Regions from separate parts of the Zea mays genome. Here region 1 is linked to region 2. The links are chromatin contacts, called in public Hi-C maps. All regions are on one chromosome and are shown on one strand. The core of a region is the stretch at or near the end of the contact, and the rest is flanking DNA. Distances in the headings are between cores, read along the strand shown.

The links. Hi-C and Micro-C count contacts between places; a contact is called where the count stands out from the background.
Region 1: a contact with region 2 is called in a Hi-C map of ear, with 1.8 times the contacts expected there. The contact joins the promoter of LOC100276614 here to the promoter of LOC100285758 in region 2. A contact is called at or near these places in 3 of 25 Hi-C or Micro-C datasets (bundle sheath, ear and root tip).

What each region holds. Positions count from the first base shown.
Region 1 is chr3:164,778,466-164,782,913 of Zm-B73-REFERENCE-NAM-5.0, reverse strand. It overlaps LOC100276614, which reads right to left and starts at 1,864. Exons shown (of 2, transcript NM_001360700.1): 1 at 987-1,864; 2 at 632-889. The coding sequence starts at 1,451. The coding sequence ends at 827. It also overlaps a transcript of LOC111946235 not described here.
Region 2 is chr3:164,140,668-164,145,525 of Zm-B73-REFERENCE-NAM-5.0, reverse strand. It overlaps LOC100285758, which reads right to left and starts at 2,913. Exons shown (of 6, transcript NM_001158648.2): 1 at 2,794-2,913; 2 at 2,616-2,665; 3 at 1,507-1,569; 4 at 1,089-1,179; 5 at 796-900; 6 at 324-589. The coding sequence starts at 2,860. The coding sequence ends at 498.

The DNA.
Region 1 (4,448 bases), core at 615-3,114, 640 kb before region 2:
GGCATCTTCTGTCTGTCTGCACTGCAGACATGGACAGTGTGACCATCCACCCAGACCCGGTATTGCTATTCGCTGTAGGGAGGTAGGGTAGTGACTGGTGAATGGTGATACCCAGAGAGAGACGAGGGGACTAGTCAGCATCTGCCATGTCGAATCATGGTCTTTTTCTCAGACAACACCTCACTCTCTCTCTCTCTCTCTCTCCGGCCCGCGAAGGGGACGGGATGATGCCATGCCACGATGGAACGGACGGAGACCGCGTCACAGGCCTCGCTCCTACGGCGGCGGAGACGGATGCAGGCAGGCATCAGCGAGACAACGACGCTGGCGATGCAAGAGAGTGTGCACTGAATCGCAGGCCAATGGATTTGCATGCATTTGGGCAGGGGGAAGGAAGAAGCGTGATTGGATTTGCATTCCAGTTTCCAGCCAGATTCGTTTCGTCACGACGCGAGTAGCGCGCAGCCCGCATCCATTACCGCGCGCCAAAAAAAAAATCGCCGGCGGTCGTCCTCGCCGCCGCTACGCCGCACGACGCAACGCGAGGGGGACACGCGTGCTGCCGGCGGATTCCGGCCGAACAGAACACGGACATGAACGGAAGACAGCAGGAAATGACAACAGCTTGACGAAACGAACAATGATAGACGAGGTTGGTTACTAGTGTAGCCACTAGTAGGAAGCAGAAAAAAGAAAACAGATGGAAATGCCCACGCTATCTATGTGCATCGAAGAAGGCCGGCGATCGCCCGTTCTCCTCTCAAAACTGCGCTCGTGATCCTGGCTCGCCGGCGCCGTCGAACCCTCCTCCGTTCTCCTCCACCCATCATCGCCGGGACGCCGCGGCGCCCACCACGGCCAATCCGCCCTCGCCCACGTCCTCCAGCCGCTGCGGGCGCCGGAGAAGAAACTCAGGACTCGCAAACAGCGCCAACGATTCTATCAAAAAAAAAAAAAGACCGAGGGTCGAGAGATGGGTTTATTACCTGCAGGAGCGGGTCGGGCGTGCAGGCCGGCGGCGCGTCGAAGACGGCGAGCGGGAGGTGCTTCTTGACGACGCCGACGTTGAAGTAGATGACGCCGGAGGAGGGGATGTCGACCTTGATGTCGTGGACGGGGAACCACATGAAGAGGTCCTGCGCGGCGACGCCGGAGATGTCGGCGATCTGGCCGGGGCTGATGACCCCGGAGACGGTGGCGTTGTAGCGGAGGCCGACCTCGAAGCGCGCCGTGCAGGGCGCGTCCAGCCGGGCCTCGAACGCCCCCGTGGCGGCGTCGTGCCGGAACGCCGTGATCCCCGCCGGCAGCAGGCCCCCCGGCAGCTGGTGCGCGCGGAGCACCTCGTTCGCCGCCTCCGCCGCCGCCGTCGCCGTCGCCGCCACGGGGCGGTTCGAGGCCAGCGCCGCCGACAGGGCCACCGCCACTAGCAGCGTCCACAGCGCGGCCGCCATTCCCCCGGCGCTGGTGCGAGGTGATGGGTGGGACGGGAGGAGAGGAGAGGAGGGAGCGGGGATGGGTGGGCAATAATTGAGGTGGAGAACGGGAGCCGCCCGGAAATGGGAAATAGAGATCGGGGAGAGAAGCAGAGGAAGAGGAGGAGAGGAGAGGAGAGGAGAGGAGGGGAGACCGGGAGAGGCTGGGGCTGGGTAGAGAGGAGGCGAGGCGGAGGAGGAAACGGATGGGGGACGACGGGGCCCGCGTCCCTGTGACCCGAAAGTGGCGCGATTATGAGTTTTAGTTAATTAATCAATTGCCGTGTGCTGTGGAAACAAATACTGTACTGCTGCATCACGCATTCTCACGCCCGTAGCGCGGGTTTGGACGACTGGCTTTGGACGCGGGACGTTGCGGACTGCCGGCATGGCGGCATTGGCTCCGCGCTCCCGGGTTGCGTTTGCGCCGGCAGGCCAAGATATGTCTCGCTGCGTCTGCGTTGGGCGCGCCTATCATCGCCGAGCCGAGCCGAGCCAGGACTGTTACGCATGGGACACGGAGCGCGTCAAACGGGCGGGAAACCCGCGCGTGAAACCAACGGAGCCTGAGCCGGTAAGTCCGTTCCTCTTCTACTATGTCTATGAATCTATCACAGGCAAAAATACGGTCTCGCCCACCCCCAACTGGTCGACTGTCTGAACGGAAGATGCAGGTGCATTGATTATTGTAGTACGTATACTGCATACTGTATACCGTCGTCGTTCTCTCTGCTCTGTCTGGTTCGGACTGCTGCAATAGAATCCGGTACTGAGGCTACAGTATACCGTCCGTGGTCCGTCCTGCTACATGGCATGTGCTACTTCTCCCATACGGGCCACACACGCACTGACATGTCAGTGCCCGAGCCAAGGGTATTCGCCGCCCAATTTTACTACTATTAAACCAATGCCATGAGCCCAGGATCCATTCAACATTTGCACAATATGTCGTAGTACGTGTTTACATGACAGCGCACAGAAGACTAAGGTTACATAAAATAGAATTAGCAGTATATATACACAGTCCTGCGGCTAGCTGGGACCGTGGACTCTGAAGCAAAATCGGGGGCAGGCAGCAAGAAGCCATTAGATAGTAGAGGATCTTGAAGCGAACCGACGACGCCGGGGCCTTTTGTTCATCACCAATAAGCTAGCTAGCTAGCTGCCCTTTTGCATGCAGGAATGATTCTGGGACAAAAGGGAGGGAATCATTGAGGCGGAGCCGTCGCCTGTACCCCATCACGCGTGCAACGTAAACCAGACAACCTGGACGCTGTACGCCGCGCGCCTCTGTACCCTGGAGCTCATAGAGAAATCGCTGGTAACTTGGTAAGCATTGTTTAGTTAATTTTATTGTTCGTCCGTACGACCGTACCTACAGCAGGCTACCTGGCTGTAGGTGGAGTGGTGGACTGAATCCATACCCTAACCACTTTGGACATTAGTCATGTGTTTCTGTTCTGGCTGATGGTGGGTTAAAACAATGATGCCCCATGCATGCATGCATGGCTGATATGATACTCTGGCTGCTCCGTCCACGTAGTTCGCCATGCATATGAAATAAAGACTTGCATTATTCATGCATGCATGCTTACTTATATATAGTTATACTGACTGCGGTTAAGTATCGAGGCTACTGGGCCACGTCACGTCAGTGGTTGGTGTGGAACGCACTGGGCGGCCCGGCCGGCGATGCATGCATGGCCATGGATGCTAATAAGGACGACGGGACGTACACCAAGTTGCGTGCGAGCAATGATCTTGTCGACCTATTATGAGATGGATGGAGGCCCGCCGCACCGCACACTACTCGTTCCGTACGTCGTCGTAGCGGCCGGCGGCAGCCTGTGCGTGAATGCGGCAAGGCGGCTCGTCTTTCCTTTCATGGACCGAGTTGGCGACGAGACCGATATAATCCAGCTCCAATGGAAACGGAAGACCTGATGTACGTGTGCACACCCCCCATCGGCAATCTCATTCCCGCACTAACTAACTACGTAATGTTTAAGGTTAGCGAAGATGGATGACAAATCTCTACTACACCTTAAGGCTGGAGCGAGGGCGTCCACCCTCACCGTGCCCCCGCTCCAGCCCCCGCCCGCACCATCTTCCTCCCGGCAATCCCGCCCCCGCCCGCGCCGTCCCTTCCCGGCATCCCGCCCCCGCCCGCGCCGTCCCACCCTGCAATCCCGCCCCCGCCAGCGTCGTGTCCCCGCCGTGCATCTTTCCCACCTCTTTCTTTCCCTTGCTCTGCTAACGCGCCGCCGGTCCGTCGGTTGCCGCCTATCCTGCTTGCTCGCGGTCGCTGTTCATGGCGATGGTGGATGAAGGCGGCAAAGGAGAGGCGCAGCCGCCTAGATTAGACCCAAGAACCCGCCGATCTGCGGCGACCAGGGCGACCGGCGACATGGATGGCGGTGGCCGAGGAGAGGAGTGGGAGGGCCCCCCCGGCTACGTGCTCTCGCTCCCGGCGGCGGCGCTGCCCCTGCCCGTCGCCGTCTCCTGCCTGGACGCCACCGTCCGGCGCAAGGGGCGCAGCCATATCCGCCATCGTGGCCATCCGTCGGGCTGGTGGGCCTTCAGGCTCCCCGTCCCCGCGCCGGAGGAGGCAAAGGGGCCGGTTCCCCCATCGTCGGCGGCCAATAATCCGACCGAGGAGGGCCGTTCCTGTCCTCGGTGGCGGATTGTGTGGAGGAAGCAAGTGGTTCCCTCCGGAACAGCCATGGAGGCAGCGAACCATGGCGCGTAGAACTCGACCACGATGATCTCGTGGCTCGCCACGATCTCCGGAACAGCCATGGAGGCAGCGGCGGCTACCGCATGGAACCTCTGACACCGGATGAGGAGGCTTCACCATGCCCCGCCCCGTGGCCCGTCCGCCTCGCGTCCTAGGCACCATGGTTCGCTCCCTCTCCCTTCCTCTCTCCAGCGCCCGCGTGGTCGAGTTCTACGCGCCATGGTTCGCTCCCTCTCCCT
Region 2 (4,858 bases), core at 1,664-4,163:
CCAACACAAGCTGCTCGACCTCTGCGCCGCACAGCCAGTCGTCACCACGGGTTCTGTGAATCTGAGAACTTTGAGCCAGTTCACGTCTCAGCTCAGCAGCTTGTGATAATGTTTCTGGCAGAAGGCAGAGCTAGTACACATTCTTCTGCGCACGGCAAACAGCAGAAGGCAGAGCTACAGACATCAGGGAAAAGCAAAGGCTGGCTGGCAACGCCCACTACATTTTGATTTTTCTCTCTCTCTCCAAGCCATGGATCGATGTAACGACAGTTTAAACGGGCTGCAATGTTGAAGACCATGGTAGCTTTATAGACAAATTCGAGTTTTCATAAGATGGAAAGGAAACTGTTCGACCATCGGGCAAAACCTGACTTGTTTCTGTGACATCTCTATAGCATAAACTGCTATGTGGAGGAAACAGCAACCCTTTCACCTAATGAACTATGCGACGCTGCTACTATTCCCCCCCGAGCTTTGAAACTCTCCAATGCATTGTATCAGAGCTCACTGTCACTCTCTGCCTTTGCACCGCCGGATGTCTTCCCGTTGACGGCGATAAGCTCCGTGTCGAAGATCAGAGTTGCTCCACCTATTTATTGAGCACGTACATAACTTCCTGTTAGCTTTATCAAAAAAAAAATCCCTAGGAGCACACGGCTTTAAAGTCCATGGAAGAGACTGTGAATTGCGGCTTCAGGGATGAGGTAAAATGGCTACGCTAAAGAAGAGAGAATCTACAGGATTCATTTCGTCACATGGAAACCAGCATGCAAGCAGACAAATCATCAGCCATACCTGGAATCTTTGGTGGGGAGCCTCGCTCACCATAACCCATCTTTGCAGGTATCTTTAGCTTCCTCTTTTCACCCACGCACATACCGAGCAATCCTTGGTCCCAACCTACAGATGGAAACGACAGAGTCAGTTGGCGGATTTAAGGTTGCGTGTCATATAAATGGCATATGCCATTTCATCCATTTTTTTTTGGGTGACGTATGCTTATATTATATCCCAGTACAGTTTAGTATGGACACTGGACCACAGATAAACATGGAAACTTTATTGTGGCTATAGGAAAGGACAGTAACCTTTTATCACTTGGCCATTTCCAAGAGTGAATTCAAACGGGTCACCTCTGTCATAGCTAGAATCGAAAACTGATCCATCAGTGAGTGTCCCCTGCAGCATATCAAGCCTTTCAGCTAAATAACAAAGAGAGTTAAAAAGAGGAAAGAGACACTGCAGGTAAAGTATCGACGAGGAGTGCTTTTTAATCGAACATGAAAAAGGCAAAACCATATATGAGACAAGATATTATGAATCTATAAAGATCATACTCCCAAGCAAATAGCACAGTTCTTTTGCGTGACTATATTAACTGTGTGAGTTAAGGCATATCTATAGCACCCATGAGCAAATCCCTTACAGGGCTACATCACTGAACAAAAAAAAAGTCAATGTGGAAAATAGAGCAAGGCTAAAAAAGCATACAGATCAGGTACTTACACGATAGTGAACCTTAATTTTGTCTCCTTTGTGTGCTTGCAGCGTACATGACTCAGGCTTGTACTGAAAGGAAGACAAGCAAGAGAAAAATCAATGCCACACAGAACAAAAGGATACCTCCTTTCAAAATGTAATAACAAGAAAACCACAGCCTGTTCTCATTGTTTCATTGTACGGTAATTGTGTAACAATAAGCAGAAGCTGATGACATGCAGTTCTCCACTATCACAATCCCTAACTAACACGTTGGATTGTAACCAAATATTATATTTCTCACTATCATGATCCAATGATTCTTAGTTTTCTGTTTGAACTTTGAACTTTGAGGCATTGTTTGGGTACTCTAGTATTCACCCCTAATTTACACCCTAATCCACCTCAACAAATGTGGATTGGGGTGAATACTAGAGTACCCAAACAAGGCCTGAAGGGGAAGCGATAACCCATAACAGAGGGTATATATATCCTTTGGAGAAGGCCCTAAACAGACAACTTCAGCAGCATTACAATGGTTATCCCTTAAGAGGACCAACTGTGACCGGAGGCCATCAACCATCACCCAGCGTGGTCTAGAATCTTGATATAAGGTACTAGTCCGATAAAGTTCTTTTCCAGAGGTAGCAATATGCAGGGAGACCATCTTTAACACAGGCTAGCCGAGGAAATTTTAGATTAGACCTCTTCTAGATTGACTGTTTGAGCATCGACTACATGAATTTGACTAGCAGAACAGTACCACAATCGTTTCCTGTATTCATCTTTGAGTGACACATATAAAATTCAAGTGAAACTCATTCGATGACTCAAGAATGTTGCGTTAAAGGGGAAGAAAAGGCTACAGATTTTGCAGTCGCAGATCCGTGTGTAGCTCGATATACTAGAATCATCGAAGCCGACCCCTTTCTGAGTTTGAACTCTGCCATCCTTTACTAAGAGATTTCAACTGACGCCCACGAAATGGGAGTCTACAGACTTTTTCGAAGGCACTAATTCACAAAATATTTTTTGCTAAATGAAGAAACCGGCGAATCCAAGATCCGCCAGAATCCGCGAAGACAGCAAACAATTAAACTGGCGAGGAGAGTTGACCGCGGTTACGGAGCACAGACCTTGACGCCGATCTGAAGCTCGGTGACGTCGCCGGACTTCTTGGCCGACGCTGCATACAAATCACAAGCAATGGTTTCAAAAGGAGAGCACGTCAAGGCAAACGGGAAGGAGCAAGGCTGTGAGGGGCGGACGGCTCTGACAAGGCGATCGAGTTTAGAGGTAAAGACCCTGCGTCACCTGTCAGGAGGATGGCCGCGGCGGCGACGGCGGCCACGAGGCAGATCAGCTGCCGCATCTTCCCCATCGCGCTCTCTCCTGCTCGACACAGTCGCTCGCTGGAACCTTCGAGACTTCGACTTCACCAGTGCCGTCCAACAGACGACCGTACGTATTTTGGGTTGGAACCGCTTCTCTGTGGGCTCCTGGCCCTGCCGCATTGTAAGGCCCATTTTTGATAGGGTTGGAGACGTCCACTTTCTTGCTGGGCTGCAAACTTCTCCATGGCCTGAGACTGAGAGGCTGCGACATTGTGAAGGAATGGATACGATTGTTTAGCACGAGTAGGTACGCGGGCGGGATCAACGTATATTTAGTTTAGGAGAGTCGGGTCATGTATCTATTCTATTATTATTTTTGGTAGAATCGCCACATTCTTCATACCTATAATAATTAGGGTTAATTATGATTATGTCTTTCTCTTATCTTACAATTATGATTTTATCCATCATTTTCCAACTTTGTGATTCTACCCCTGTGTTTTGAAAACGAAGTTGTCATTTACCCTAACACTATTAGTGAATATCAGAATGAGTGATTAAAAAATAAAAGGTTAAAATCATGATTACATAATCACAATTAATCCTGAAAATTTTAATATTTTTTTAGGATTAATTGTGATTATACATTTCTGTCACCTTGCAATTGTGATTGGTGGTAGCTGCGCGGAGGATGAAGCAGCCCCGTCGCTTAGGAGGGCTAAAATGGGCGACCGCACAGGGCCCCTATTTTTTGGAGGCCTCCATTTCACGTATATGTATTGTATACTAGCAGCTCAGTCAGCCCATATCCCATCCGATTCTAACTAGTCTAGCCTCTCTCGGTTGGTGGCTTCCATAGGAAGGCAAAGAAACACGCGGCCGCGTACCTGCCCCTTTGGCTTCCATCGCAAAACATCCCTGTCGCCCTGCCATCACCAGCGGCAGCGCCGACATCGCCGTTGAAGAGAATCACCGGCAGCAACGTGTACAGGCTACAGCATCATCACCCTGTCTCCCGCGTGAAGCCAAGTCCAAGTTGCTTTGCTCTGAATTAACTAGCAAGCACGCCAGGCAAGTTCTTTCAACTTTTTTAATCGGCTCTATGCTCTCAGCCTTCAACATGATATATTTGATCCAATCTACACAAGAATCATTTAGGGTAACTATATTGCTTAGATGAGACCCCTGAAGATACTTTTATTGCTTCACAATCTGCACAAGAATCATTTAGGGTAACTTATTTTCTTGCTATTGTTGATCAAGCGATCACGTCACTGACTAGAAGATTTGGGGGCTGTTTGGACAGGCACCTACGGCGCCGCACCACGCCTAAGGTGTGGCGGCCGATTCGGGCGCCACACCCGCGGCGTTTGAAGTGTGACGCGGTGTGGCGGCCGATTCGGGCGCCACACCCGCGGCGTTCGAAGTGTGACGCGGTGTGGCGCCCGGGGCAGGCTTCCAAACAGGCCTTTGAACAATACCAGGGGTATGAAAAGACTTTTGGTTTCTTGTTTACTTCATATAAGTTGCGCTCTTTGGATGATAAGAGATTATTTTCTTGTTCTATGAATCTTGAGGCTACACTCAAAAGTGGAGAACATTCAGATATTGAAGGAAAAGAATTGTTTGTGGAGTTAAAACTCATCCGAGATTTAATTAAGGAATCTATGGGCCCTCTTGACATTTTGAAGCATGTGAAACATTTAGGGTGTTTTCCAATATTGTTATTGCATACCGAATTTTGTTAACAGTTCCTGTAACCGTTGCATCTGCGGAAAGAGTTTTTCTAAACTCAAGTTGGTCAAAACCTATTTGCATTCTACCATGACACAAGAAATACTAGAAATTGAAAGTGATCTGTTGGAGCAGATTAAGTACGAAGATCTAATCGAAGATTTTACCTCAAGAAATACTAGAAGGATTTTTGAAAGGGAAATGTGCCCTTGGGCAATTTCTATTATGTTTTGGTGATTAAGTACACAAACACATTTAATTAGGTTCTTATGTGCTAAATGAAGAGAGAAGTGCAAATCATATTACAAGGT